2 separate regions of the Ovis aries genome follow, and region 2 is linked to region 1. A link is a contact called in public Hi-C data. All regions are on one chromosome and are shown on one strand. The core of a region is the stretch at or near the end of the contact, and the rest is flanking DNA. Distances in the headings are between cores, read along the strand shown.

Evidence for each region. A called contact is a pair of places that touch in the nucleus more often than the background predicts.
Region 2: a Hi-C map of hypothalamus shows a contact between it and region 1, with 5 times the contacts expected there. The contact joins the enhancer-like site here to the promoter of ZFAT in region 1. A contact is called at or near these places in 6 of 16 Hi-C or Micro-C datasets (blood, hypothalamus, muscle and 3 more).

What each region holds. Positions count from the first base shown.
Region 1 is chr9:20,191,413-20,198,512 of ARS-UI_Ramb_v3.0, forward strand. It overlaps ZFAT (zinc finger and AT-hook domain containing), which reads left to right and starts at 4,526. Exons shown (of 15, transcript XM_042254054.2): 1 at 4,526-4,737. The coding sequence starts at 4,563.
Region 2 is chr9:21,036,906-21,044,005 of ARS-UI_Ramb_v3.0, forward strand. ST3GAL1 (ST3 beta-galactoside alpha-2,3-sialyltransferase 1) reads left to right here. Exons shown (of 9, transcript XM_060419995.1): 5 at 1,627-1,823; 6 at 2,798-2,977; 7 at 4,117-4,162; 8 at 6,067-6,186. Among named protein-coding and RNA genes, the nearest start is that of ST3GAL1, 80 kb to the left of the region's middle. Within about 2 kb of position 3,581, at least 21 of the 54 cell types and tissues checked have an H3K27ac peak or open chromatin away from gene starts, as enhancers often do. A contact at or near this core is called in hypothalamus and tail adipose tissue, where this site is marked.

The DNA.
Region 1 (7,100 bases), core at 3,276-5,775:
ATGAGTCTAACATAACTTCTTCTGAATGCTTCAACCACCTTAACAACACAAAAGTTTTTACTGTACTCATACTTAAATTTATTTGTAAAAATCAGAACTATTGATTCGACCAATGTGTTAGCTTACAGAAGATAGGTTTTTGTAGTTCTCCAGGACTGCAAGATCAGACACAAGATAGAACAATTATCTCTTTCCCAGGAACATAGAAATCACAGCCTCTGGGTCAATGATTGATGGATTCTTAGTGGGAACACTGAATCCTTCAAGGTGACTCAAGTAGCAGCAGGCATTTGCCGGTTGGGATGCCCTCCGACCAGGTTCAACTGCTAAGTCAACAGGACTTACAAGTAAGTTCTTGCAATCTCCATGCCCACTGAATTTTGAGTACATGATGTTTTGCCTCAGTTTACAATTAACTTGATTATGCCTCATTAGCATTCAGTATAATCAGCAGGACCATAGCGCAGCTTAATCCATCAACCATTCTGCTAGGACATCAGGCTAATTCATTAACTCACAGCACCAATTATGAACACTCCTTCCACCCAGTTATTTTGGAGGCTGCTGGTCTTGACCTGCCCTTCCTGGTTTTGGTACAGTTCTTACTCTTTCTGGAAATCTTTGACTTAAAGTTATCTGTTCTTCTCAACTTACACAGATACACTGTTTCCCAAACAGACATACTGAACTTCAAGTAAGAAACAAGAGTCCCATATACGCCAAACTTATCTACTTACTAAAATGCTGTTTTTATACTTTCTTTGAGTTATAACTAGCTTTGTCATTACATATAATATTAACTTTTCCTTTTTGATTGCTAAGGACTCATGGCTTTTCACAGACTCAACTTATTCTTGTAAATCAGCAACTGTAGACCTAGTTACTCTTTGTTGTATCTAAGTTGTTACAACCTGACCTGAGGGACCCTCTTTCCCTTTCACCTGATTCTTTGTCCTTTCAGCAATAGCTCAGCACTTTTGGCAGCAGCCTGGTTTTCTGGCAATAGTAAGATGTCTCAGGCCATTGGAATTTCTTTTTGCTCCCAGACGTGAACTCGGGTTCTCTGAAGGAGCCCTGGGTACTGTGAACGAAAAATGCTATTGAGATCACTATGTGTGTGCTGGAGATGAGACGGCACCCTATGGCCGCTGAAAAGAAAGAACGAGAAAAGACATTGCTTCCTAAGGTCATAATTATGTTCTCAAATTGCTCAAATCGTTTGAATATTACATCTTTTTTTATATACAATTTTAAATGGATTCTTCCCTACAACGTGTCTGTTCAGATTTTTAACCCTTCACTCAAGACTGTGATTACTCCAACCTCTGAATTTTAGCACTGTGCCTCCAGGTCCATTATTTTGGAGCCCCTCTTACGTATCCTTTATCAAAATCTGCATTCAAGAAAACATAAAATTATGTATACAAATTATTCTGGCTTCATGTAAATGTATGTTTGCCATATAGCTATTAGATATAATTATAAAACTGTTGACACAAATGTATTCAACTATGTTAATTTATTATTGCATAATGAAATGTCATTTCATGTAATACATTTCTGGCACAAATTCACTCCGGTGCCTGTCTTGAGAGGCTGAAGAGGCCACCAGAGGGCAAGCTGGGAGGCTCACGCCCTCTAGGAACTGTCGCTGAAGCAGGATGCTATTACTTAGACAATTTTGAGCAACTTATATTTACTTCTATTAATGTGCCTTCACTAATTGAAGGCATCCTGGAACAGTAGGAAAATGGCGAGCATAAAGATGTTTACTGACTGAATACAAGCCAAATCACTCAGCAGGGCCATGGGCGGAGTCATCTCTCCATTTGCAAATCTGGTCTGGTAGAAGGGGACTGTCCCTTGGTCATTTCTATATGCCTGTGGCCAGTAATGATAGGGGCTCAGTGATCCTTCTTTGAACAGAGAAGAAGGAAAATACCATGAGAATAACGGAGAAAATCATAGCTGTCCAAATCATTAATTCAGGAATATCATTCACAATCCACTATTTTTTTTAAATTTGACTTTGTTAATATTCTGAGGCAACTGGGTTTTGAGACAAATTTTAAATTGCTTCATTTCCAAAATTCATTTTGGTCACAACATCGAGGAGTAACCCATTGGCTAATTAATAAGTAACATTTAAATGCTGTTGCTAGAAAGGCAACCCAGCACAAAACCAATACTGTCAGCAACCCAGAATAACTCTAATTTCCTGACAGAAATCGATTCGCAGGAAAATAGTGGTTATTGCAAATATTTATCCGTCTGAAAGGGAACACTCATCCGTGCAGCTTTTTGAGCAGTTCATTTGCAAATCAAAGACTGTGATGAGTTCCACTCAGCCTTCTATCTTGAGACTTGGGAAGCACTGTGGGAGGCGGTGGGTGTGTTGCAATAACCCTAGGATTGCCCTGAAGTGGCCCTGTTGGGAATGGGTGGATAGTGTAGACACATCCCACATGCGATGTGGGGAGAGCATTGGGCATGGAGAGTCCAGTTCTACACCTGGGGTTTCACTGACCTGCTGCGTGAGCTCAGAAAGCCACCTAACCTCTCTGCACATTTTTCTCTTCTTGAAAAGGATATTCTTATTTGTCCAATTTAGCCCTCCTATTGTTGTGAAGATAAAAGGAAGGGGTAGGGGGATACCTCTTAAGATATATTTAATGGACTGGGTAAATTTGGGGTCTTATAATCTTGGGTCTCTATTTCCCAAGAACAGGGTTAAGGAGCAAGACAAATTTCCCGATAAATCAAAGCATCGTCTTCCAGCTCAATGCTCTGTGCTGCTGTTCAGTCGCCATGTCGTGGCCAATTCTTCGCGACCCCATGGACTGCAGCACGCCAGGGAACTGTCCCTCACCATCTCCCAGAGTTGTGGGATGTTCGTGGGAGTTTTACTAACTGTAAAACAAGTGCCAATGAGAACCAAAGTGTTCACTGAGTAACACTGCAGTAGGAGCTGGGAAACAAAGATTAAAAAAAAAAATCTGCGTGGCTCCTGTGCTCAAGAAGTTCATGGTCTAGATCACTGGGAGGGGGCTGTGCAAACAGATAAATTCAGTGGGCTTGGGATGGTGCAGGCCCGAAGTGTGAGCAGGAGTGTGGGAACAGTCATGAGCTGAAAGAGAATTCCTTAAACTGAGCCGCAAGGAGGGGAGGTTATTTCAGGAAAAGGCTTATAACAGGCAAAGATTAGCATTTCAGGAGAACCAGAAAAACAAATCAGTATTTCCCAAATTTCTCACTTCAAGTTCACGTTTACATTTATTTTACCTTATCTCTGTTACCACATAAAAGATTTTAAGTCGACTGATTTTAGAAAATGTAAACAAGTTGGATTTAAAAAGAAAACTTTACACGATTACTACCATAAATGAAAGACGTTATTTGCTATAAACAGAAGCTAACCTTTTAAAACAAAAGCAACAGGAACTCATTAATTTAATAAATCACTGTCAGGCTGTTCCTAGTTTTGGTGGCCAAAGGGGTGACCCGGACGATATCGGGATAAATTACTGTCAGACAGTAATAAATCCTACGGAGAAAACAGAAAGTGACTTAGGAAGGTTCCTTTGGATGGGGTGGCCCGGCAGGGCCCGCTACAGTATGTCATTTGAGCTGAGATCTGAAGAAAGTGGTAGACCGAAAAGGAAAAGGAGGTCATTACAAGTCAAGCAGATGCTGCGGCTTGCAGAGAGAAGGCTGCGAGCCAGATTCAGGGAGAGGGTAAGTGATGGGGTGGCGGGCTCACAGCCAGCCGACACTTTCTGCAAGATAGTCTGGAGCGCGGAGAGAAGTCAGGCGCTCGGTCGAGGGGGTTCCAGCTGCTGAATTCTATCTGTAAGACTAAATCTAAGCTGACGCTCCAATCCTTTGGCTACCTGATGCGAAGAACTGACTCACTGGAAAAGACACTGATGCTGGGAGAGATTGAAGGCAGGAGAAGGGGACAACAGAGGATGAGATAGTTGGATGGCATCACCGATTCGATGGACAGGAGTTTGCATAAACTCCGGAGTTGGTGATGGACAGGGAGGCCTGGCGCGCTGCAGTGCAGAGTCGGACACGACTGAGCGACTGAACTGAACTGACTCCTAGCGCAAAGCATCTGCAAACAGTGCAACCTTGGAAAGAGTGAGGCCGGCTGTGACCGCCCCGATTGATAAATTAGTAAATAAATGAAAGCCAAGAAAAGTCATATCGCTGCGAACTGGGACAAGAGAGCTGAAACTCCTTCGTCCAGCCCGGTGCGGTCCAAGGATGAGGGTGACTGGCAGACGCCGGCTCCGGGCAGAGCAGGGCAGACTTGCGCTCCTGCAATCCTCACTCCCGGCCTCCGGTGAGCCCCCTTTCGGGAGAGGCTCAAAACGCGGAGCCGGCATATCCGCGGAACCGGATAGCGAAGCCAGGACACCGAGTCCGCGCACGCGCAGTAGCCCGGCCCGCCCGGCCGCTCTCGCCGCTTGGGGGGAGGGTCATCCGAGCCTGACGTCCGCGACGCCGACGTCAGCGCCCCGGGAAGAGGAGGGCGAAGACTCCATCCGCCATGTTGGATGCCGCAGATTCGCCATAACCGCGCCGGCTCTTTTCTTAAAAAAATAAAAATAAAAAGCGAAGCATCAGTGGGGCGCCCCGCCTTCTCGGTCGGCGCGGGAGGGGGCCCGGAAGAGCCCGACGCTTTTTTTTCCCTCCGCGGCGGGGGCGTTGCCATGGAGACGCGGGCGGCAGGTGAGCCGGGCTGGGGGTTGGGGTGGGGATAGGGTGGGGGTGGGGCGCGGCGCGGCGCGCGGGAAGCCGTTGCGAGCTCGGAGTCGGGAAGGAGCGCGCGGGCCGCTGGGCGGCGGAGGGATTCGCGGCCCCGGGCGGAGAGCGGACGTAGCGGCGTCCTTCGACAGCACGTTCGGTCGCTGGCAGTATCCCGCCGCCTCGGGTTTTTATTGAGAAAAAAAGTAACGAGGATGCTCCGGAAGAACGAGCGAGGGAAGGCAGTGCGCGCGCGCGTGCGCGTGCGCGTGGCCGTTTCCAGGGCAACGGGTGGGGCCGGGGTGCGCGCCAGCGACCGAGCGCAGGCGTGCCGGTGGGCGGGCTGTTCGAATCCCCGCGCCGCCGACTCTTTGGCCGCTTCTCCTCCTTCTTGCCTGCCCTCAGTTTCCTTCTCCGTGAATTGGGTAGCTCCTTCAGACCCACGTTCCTTGGGCAGGATGTGTTGAGGGACAGGGTTCCACCGAGCTGCTGAAGGAAAGTTTCTTTGTGTCCTGAAGAGGGAGCGATAAACGTCAGAGATTATTAGCGTTCTGACTGCCGGTAACCCTGTAACATCCTGTGATAAACTGTAATTTATCCTCTACCTGCCGCCTAGCCCTGCGGGCCCCTTGGTCCTCACCCGTTAAAGTTAAACTGAAATGCCACCTCCTCCAGGCAGCCATCCGTCTCTGGCTTCTGGGCGAGGGGGAAGCAGCCTTTCTGCCCGTGGACGCAAGAGCAGGATGGATCTTCTGAACACCTGGCTGGAGCCGCTTGACACTGAGCCTGGGGCTCTTTCCTGCGTGGTTAACAAGAAGCGTCTGCACTGGGGCACTGACCTCGCGCTTCCTGCCTCTCCGTTTCTACCAACAGTTCTAATTTGTATGTCGTTTACTGACGAGGAACAAAAGTTCGGAGAGGTCAACTTCATACAGTTTGGAAATGGCAGAACTGAGGCTTTAAAAATCAACTTCCTCCAGCTTGGGATGAAATCCAGACTTCGGAGTGGCTGTACGGCTTGTACTTCTGGCTCCTGGAGGTTCAAGTGCCTGGCCTCCAGTGGCTGCTGTAGGGTACCTTTATCGAAGGGAAGAGTGAATGCCTGGCTGCACTGACCACCTCCTGCCCCTTCCAGCCTGGTTCCATGGCAGAGCCCAGTGACTTCAGAAATATTGGTATAAGCTTGGTGTCATATGGTGACTCAGACTGGAAAGAATCTGCCTACAGTGCATAAGACCCGGGTTCGATCCCTGGGTCTGGAAGATCCCCTGGAGTAGGGAATGGCAACCCACTCCAGTATTCTTGCCTGGAAAATCCCATGGACAGAGGATCCTGGTGGGCTACAGTACAGGAGGTCCCTAATAGTTGGACATGACTAAGCAATTAACACTTAGTGTCATAGGGTTTACCCTCAACAACGGCCCCTCCAGCATCAACTTCTGAGCCTATAACCATATTGAAGCAGTTACACGGAGTGTCCGCAGTACTGAGGGTTGCCGAAGGCATTTGAGCTTATGTATGGTATTTGGTGCCCAGACGCCAGGGGCACATTTCGTGGATTCTTCAGTTGAAGCATTGGTGATACTACTCTCTACATGTCAGGCAGGGATGAGTAAAGAGCCCTTGGACCCTTGGTCCTGCCCTCATACCACTGTGTCAGATTCCGACAAGGAGAGCCAGTACAGTACAGTAAGTGTGTGTGTGTGTGTGTGTGAATGTGATGACGGAGCAGACCCAGATCCTCAGGAGAGCCAGTACAGTAAAGTGTGTGTGTGTGTGTGTGTGTGTGTGTGTGTGTGAATGTGATGACGGAGCAGACCCAGATCCTCAGGAGAGCCAGTACAGTAAAGTGTGTGTGTGTGTGTGTGTGTGTGTGTGTGTAGTGTGTGTGAATGTGATGACGGAGCAGACCCAGATCCTCAGGAGCTGTGAACTATACCAGGCATGCTTTCTGACAATAATGATGTTACCAAATCCAAAACCCGTACTGCTTGCCACACGATGCGTCAATAAATGAATCAATAGATGAACTGCTGGGCAAGGAACAGTGAGTTTATTTGGAAAGCCAGCAGCTGGAGAAGATGATGGACCAGTGTCCCAAAGCACAATTGTACCTGAGTTAGAATTCAGCCTTCTTTTATAATAAAAGGGGAGAGGGGGAGTGGTTGGTTGATGCACTTCTTGATATCTGAATCCTTAGTTCTTGCACCCGTGCTCCTAGGTCTGGTTACAATGTTCTATAAACCTCCAAGATAAATGTTATTCTCTGTTCTGCAAGTTTTTATCTGTAGGAATGGAAAAGTGTTGTACTTTAAAGGTCAGAGCCTTGAGAAGGGGCCGTTCTGTAT
Region 2 (7,100 bases), core at 2,331-4,830, 840 kb after region 1:
ATGTTCACCATCCTGTGTGATGTTCACAGTAGGCCAGTGCCCGTGGTCCTGACGTCACTGCGCACGGCTCCGCACGCATGTGCCGTGTCTTAGGCTAGACGAGATGCTCGGTGGCCTTACCTACAGCACCCTCCGGGTCTCCCGCTGTGCCTCCTGTTGTGGATGCTGGCTCCTCCCATCCCAGGTGGTGACCAGGTGCCCGGGGACCTCCCCACACCATCCCCCATCCCTGATTTCCTAGACAGTGGCCAGAGCAACAGCTAACCTCACCTTTCTCTCCAGCAACCCCTCCCCTGTCTTTGAGGCTGGTGAGACAGGTGGGACTCACCCCACAGCCACCTCCCCCAACCCAGCCCCAGGGACTGGGCTTTCCACAGGGCGAGGTTCCAGGGCTCTGAGACAGGGGTGGTGTTGGGGGAGACACATTAAGGTGGGCTTATAAAAGCCTGGCTTCAAATTCCCCTTTGGATTCGGGACACGTGCTCAGCGGACTCAGACCCTCCTTCCTTGTGCTGAATTGACAGCACCGTGACCTGGTGATGTGGGAGATGCGATGCTTCTTAGGAGACCGCTCCAGGTTTCACTCTGATGGGGGAGTGGTCTGTGTCAGCGTGTGGTCACCGTGCAGTGTGGCCAGGCTCCCCAAGAGGTGGTGGGCGGACGTGGGTGGGCAGAGGGGGCCTCAAGACGGGTACCCACTCGCCCCACGTTCGTCCCTGAGAGCCCAGCCCCCAGTGCTAGTGCTCAGCTGTGTCTGACCCCGTGGGCTGTAGCCCGCCAGGCTCCTCTGTCTGTGGGATTCTCCCGGCAAGAAGGCTGGAGTGGGTTGCCATTTCCTCCTGCAGGGGATCTTCCTGGGTCAGGGATCTAACCCATGTATCCTGCATTGGCAGGCAGATTATTAAAAGTCAGGGAAACTCCTTAACCCTGGGCCAACCAGGTGGCTGGTCGCCCTCAGGATAAACCCAGTGTTTGCCCGCGCCTGGGGGTCAGGGAATTCCCAGGGTAGTTGACCTTGGGTGTGGACATGAAAATAATTTGTTAAGCAGACAATAGCTCCTTGATGCATCCCGCGAAGCGCTGATTCTTAGGTCTGGACAGACCCCAGTGGTCCTGGGCTGAGGCTGCCGAGTGGTAGGATGGGGAGCAGAGCCGAGGCAGGGGAGGCAGGCACGAAGGGTCACCTGGCCTTTCTTCAGGTGCCTCACTCATACCACCCGGTCTCAAGAGGCCGGAGCTGCACCACATTCATGACAGTGAAAGTGTCATTCGCTCAGTTGTGTCCGCTCTTTGTGACTCTATGGACTGTAGCCTCTGTCCTTGGGATTCTCCAGGCAAGACTGCTGGAGTGGGTTGCCATGCCCTTCTCCAGGGGATCTTCCCGACCCAGGGATTGAACCTGGGTCTCCTGCATTCAGGCACATTCTTTACCCACCAAGCATAGCAGGTGCTCAGGAAGCATTTGTAGACTGAATGAGTGATCTCTGGCCTTCCTGTCTCCCCGAGTGGCTCCTGTGGGGGAGGTGGAGCTCTGTCTCCAGGAGCCTCGGGAGGAGCCAGGTCACCAGCCCCGAGGAGCTCGGAGTCCAGCCTGGCTGACTTGCGTCCCGCGTCCTCTGCCCACAGAAGCTCCAGCGGGAGAAGCAGCCTAATAACCTGAACGACACCATCAAGGAGCTGTTCCAGGTGGTGCCCGGGGACGTGGACCCCCTGCTGGAGAAGGGCTCCGTGGGCTGCCGGCGCTGCGCCGTCGTGGGCAACTCGGGCAACCTGAGGGAGTCCTGGTACGGGCCTCAGATAGACAGTCACGACTTTGTGCTCAGGTGAGTGCGGGCCCTCGCCCCCTGGCCCACCCCGCCGCCCCCACCTGGGCCCCTGGAGCTGCAGCAGGCGTCATGGCTCAGGGTCAGGAGGTCAGGACTCCAGTCGGGGAGTCCAGACTTCCCCAGGGCCTCAGTTTCCCCATGTGCATTGCAGGATGGGGATGAATCAGCAAGGCCTCTCTGAACCCAGAGAGAAGCACCCAGTGGGCAGGAACTCGGCCTGGAGCGGCCTGGCTGGAGGCCTAGACTAACGAGATTCTTGTTTCATCTTTGCAGTCCGTCCCTGCTTGGCCATCCAGGCCATAATGTAACCTATGCTTCTAATGCAAACATAGGTTTCCCTGTCTCCAAGTAAAATGAATGTTCCAGGAAGATGCCAACCTCTCTCCTGGGTTTCTCGTCACCCCAACACCAGGCGCCAGACCCGGGGCACCAGTGCCCAGCATGAGAAACTCAGGCAGCCATCCTCAGACCCCTTCTAGAACTGTCCCCCATGTCTGTGGACTCTGACTTTATGTCTTTAGACCACTCACCTGGCCTCGGGGAGCCTCAGTGTACTGGTGTCCAGTGGGAATGTCTGTGGTGAGGGGGAGAGAGTCAGATTTAGGGTTGACAGGCCCTGAGTTCAAGGCCGCCACTGGGTAGCTCTTATGTTCTGGGATAAATTCTTTATGCTCAGATTAGTTTGGCCATAAAATTAGGACCATAAAATACATATACCAGTTATCGTTAAAGGTCAATGAGGTACATCGCTGCACCGGGACAGAGTCAGCTGTTGGTGGTGGGGATGGTTAGGCTCACCTGAGATCATCCGTGAGAAAAAAGTAGCTAAAGCATCTGACCTATGCCCTCCCTGTGCCCATTCTACAGATGAGGAAGGTGAGACACAGCACAGCCTCTCTGAGCTAAAGCTGACCCTCTAAGTCACCTTTGATGGTGACATGATACCTGTCATCTCTCCCCTCTCCCCCCAGGATGAACAAGGCCCCCACTGCAGGGTTTGAGGCCGACGTCGGGAGGAAGACCACCCACCACCTCGTGTACCCGGAGAGCTTCAGGGAGCTGGCAGAGAACGTCAGCATGGTCCTGGTCCCCTTCAAGACTGTCGATCTGGAGTGGGTAATCAGTGCCACCACCACGGGCACCATCTCCCAGTAAGTCCCCTTGAGGCGTCTGCACGGCGGAGGGGGTCACTGCTCCTCCTTGCTGAGTGAGGGCCTCTGAGCCCCCTGCCGTGGTGGGGGCTCCACCCGCTACAGCCACACTCGTGCTGTCCTGCCTCCCGAGACAGGCTCTCCTAGACAGCAGAGCCCCGCTCCCAGGCTGCCTCCGGCTCTTCCCGTACCCCTCCTCCCATCACCCCGATGCCCCGAGCTCTGGCCTTCCTCCTGCTCATGACTCCCCAGCCACAACACAATAGACCTCTCGGGTTTGCTTCCCCAAAGTGAAAAGTGAAAGTGTTAGTTGCTCAGTCGTGTCCTACTCTCGGCGACCCCGTGGTCTGTAACCCGCCAGGCTCCTCTGTCCAGGGGATTCTCCAGGCAAGAAGACTGGAGTGGGTTGCCCTTGCTTCCCCAATCACCCTGCGAGTCCCCCAGGAGGTGGACCCTGCTGAGCTTTCTCATCTCTGTGCTGCTCCCCTATTATGACAGCACCCCCTCCCCCCGCCTCTCACACTGTCAAAGCGGCTGCTAGGCAGACTGGGTGAGGAGCATGTAGGCTCTGGTGTGAGTCACAGGTCCTGCCTGGACCATCGGCGAGTTAGTTCACATCTGATTTGTTCCGGCCGCTTGGCACGTGTCTCGCTGAGCTCACACTAGTCCTCATGACCTCTGTCCTCCAGGGAGACCTGGAGGCTTGGCCAGGCTCGCACTTGGTCCCATTCCTGCCTAAAAGAAAAGGGGCTTAGTGCCGAGATGGCTGAGAGCCTCCCTATCTGAGGCCTGGTTAGGAAACCCGAGGGATTCGGGGTGCAGGGCAGTGAGGGAAGCTGGCTTGGCCAGAGGAGGGGCTGTATCAGCTAGGGCTCAGCTTGGCCTCCGCAGAAGGGTCTCAAGTTAGCCACGATCGCCCTCTGGTGTCCATAATGGGCTACTGCAGGAGGTGGAGCCCCTTGGTGGAAGAGTGCTTCTCCCCGTGGCCCGCCCGCCTCTCCCCGTGGCCCCCCGCCTCTCCCGGTGGCCCGCCCGCCCCTCCCCGTGGTCCACCTGCATCTCCAGCCCTCTCCTCCCCAGCCGATGCCCAGGCAGCTGACCCTCTCCCCATGCTAAGCACCTGCCTTTTCCTCCTGCAGTACCTACGTTCCTGTCCCCGCCAAGATCAAAGTGAAAAAGAATAAGGTGAGTCAAAGCACAGGTGCCTTGCCCTCTAGCTCAGCCTCGCTTTCAAGGGTCCGCCTGATGACAGAGAGAGCCATCTCCCCACTCTGCCCGCATCTGGCTGCAGAGAGCCCCTGGGCCCCCAGGGTTGGCGGCAGTGGGTGGGCCCCCACTTAGAGAGCAGAGAGAGGAGCCCTGGAAAGTTTCCCTTAAACCTGGACCCTGGACCAGCCCTTGTCACCAGTGCAGATCCTTGGGCTGCCCCAGATCCGCTGAATCAGAAGCTCTGGGTTTTTACAAGCCCCCCAAGGATGCTGACGCTGTTTGAGAGCCACTGCCCTATGGTGTGAGCATCTCAAAGCCAGTCCTCACCTCCTGTCTCTGTATCGCTGTGTTCCCCAGTAGGCCCTGGTGTGGGGTTGGGTAAAATGTGGGCAAAGGGCAAAGGGATGGTGGAAGTGAAGTGTTGCGTGGAGATGAAGAGATAGGTTCAGAGAGGCCAGGCAACTTGCCCAGAGACACACAGCTTGTTCACTGATGCTGTGTGCCGATGTCCTCCCGGGGGTGGCTATGTGACGTTGAGCATGTTACTTATTGTCTCTGAGCCTCGATTTCCCCACCTGTGACACAGGAGAGGGACAGCTGGCATGTGAGGTCATTCTAGGGGCTGAAGGTCATTCAGGCCCATGCCAGGCCAGACAGGTGGCTTGGTGTCTTCCTGCAGGGTGCCAGCAGTGTCCTTGTCCCAGGCCCATGCTGCTCCCTTGGAACCTTCTCCTGCAGCCTCATGTCCTGCTCCTGGCCTCCTTGACTGTTGTTCAGATGCCGCCTTCTCACCCATTCCTTCCTCACCTTTCTCTGCTTTCTTTCTCTCTGTGGTCTCATCCTCTATTCCAGCATCCTCTGTGCATCCGTGATTTAGGTTCAGTTCAGCTCAGTCACTCAGTCGTGTGAGTGTGAGTCCTCTGCGACCCCCATGGACTGTAGCACTCCAGGCTTCCCTGTCCATCACCAACTCCCCAAGCTTGCTCAAACTCATGTCTATTGAGTTGGTGATGCCATCCAACCATCTCATCTTCCGTCATCCCCTTCTCCTCCTGCCTTCAGTCTTTCCCAGCATCCAGGTCTTTTCCAGTGAGTCAGTGCTTTGCATCAGGTGGCCAAAGTATTAGAGCTTCAGCTGATTTCCTCTAGGATGGACTGGTTTGATCTCTTTGCAGTCCAAGGGACTCTCAAGAGTCTTCTCCAACACAGTTCGAGTTCAAAAGCATTAATTCTTCGGCGCTTAGCTTTCTTTATGGTCCAACTCTTATATCTATACGTGACTAATGGAAAAAACATAGCTTTGACTATACGGACCTTTGTTGGCAAAGTAATGTCTCTGTTTTATAAAATGTGGTCTAGGTTTGTCATAGCTTTTATTCCAAGGAGCAAGTATCTTTTAATTTCATGCCTGCAGTCACCATCTGCAGTGACTTTGGAACCCCTCAAAAATAAAGCCTGTAATTGTTTCCATTGTTTCCCTATCTTTTTGCCATGAAGTGATGGGACCGGATGCCATGATCTTGGTTTTTTGAATGTTGAGTTTTAAGGCAGCTTTTTCACTCTCCTCTTTCACCTCCATCAAGAGGCTCTTTAGTTCTTCTTCACTTTCTAGCATAAGGGTGGTGTCTTCTTCATATCTGAGGTTATTGATATTTTCCCCTGCAATCTTGATTCAGGCTTGTGCTTCCTCCAGCCCAGCCTTTCATGATTTAGGTTAGGGTCCATATTGTCCACTAGATCGTACCCCTCCCAACCCCCCATGTAGGGATATGAGCTCTGGGCACTGCTGTCCCCCGTGGACGCAGCAGCGTGCGCCACCTGACGCGTGCCTGGGGTCCTCCCCCAGCCCCTCACCCTGGGCCGCATCCTTCCCTCCGCAGATCCTGATTTACCACCCGGCCTTCATCAAGTACGTCTTCGACAGCTGGCTGCAGGGCCACGGGCGGTACCCGTCCACCGGCATCCTGTCGGTTATCTTCTCACTGCACGTCTGTGATGAGGTAGGAGGCACCCCATCCCCCGCTGCCTCGTGTTCCCCAGGGGGCCGCGAGAGGCCTGCGGTCAGGACCTCCATCCCCACCCCCAGGCCTTTTCTGGGAGCTCAGGTCCTGTCCCCACGGTGGGGCTTGCAGTCTCCTCCATAGGACCTTCCAGGAAGGAGCCGTGTTCTCCTGGTGTGGGAGCTTCCCTGGGCAGGGCCAGGCCCATCAGGTAGCTCAGACCTGGGGGCCGAATAAGGCAGCAGATTGTAATGGGGGAGCTGTCTGGGGCTTCGGTTTCCATCTCGTTTGCTCATTAGAATCATCTGTGCAGCTAGATTCTAGACCCCAGGCCACAGCCCACTTCCACCGGAACTGCTGGCTGGGGACCAGGGACCCAAGGGATCTCCCAGCACCGAGGAGTCCCTCTGCTCACCAAGACTGAGAACCAGTGATTCTGCCAAGTATGCCTTTCCCCATCCGGAGAAGGCAGTGGCACCCCACTCCAGTGTTCTTGCCTGGAGAATCCCAGGGACAGGGGAGCCTGGTGGGCTGCCGTCTATGGGGTCGCGCAGAGTCGGACACGACTGACGTGACTTAGCAGCAGCAGCAGCAGCAGCAGCAGCCTTTCCCCATCATGGACTCACCTAGCTGTCTGCCAGGCTGTGCCCATGTTTCCATCGGCGATCTGGGGTGCTCACTGCCTGTGGGCAGTGAAACAGGAGGGGACCACAGTCCCCCCAACTTCCTCCCTGGCCCGGGTTTAGGCAGGCCCCCCAGTGTCCCTTCTTGTCACCTACGGTCCGTCCTTGCCCCTGCACGGCTCAGAGCTGGAAATCGCAGGTAGGAGCTGTGCTCTGTCACCATCTCCCCCATCCTTCACAGAAACCTGGGGTCCCTGCCAGAAACCATATCTGCCTCTCGACTCCCCCTGC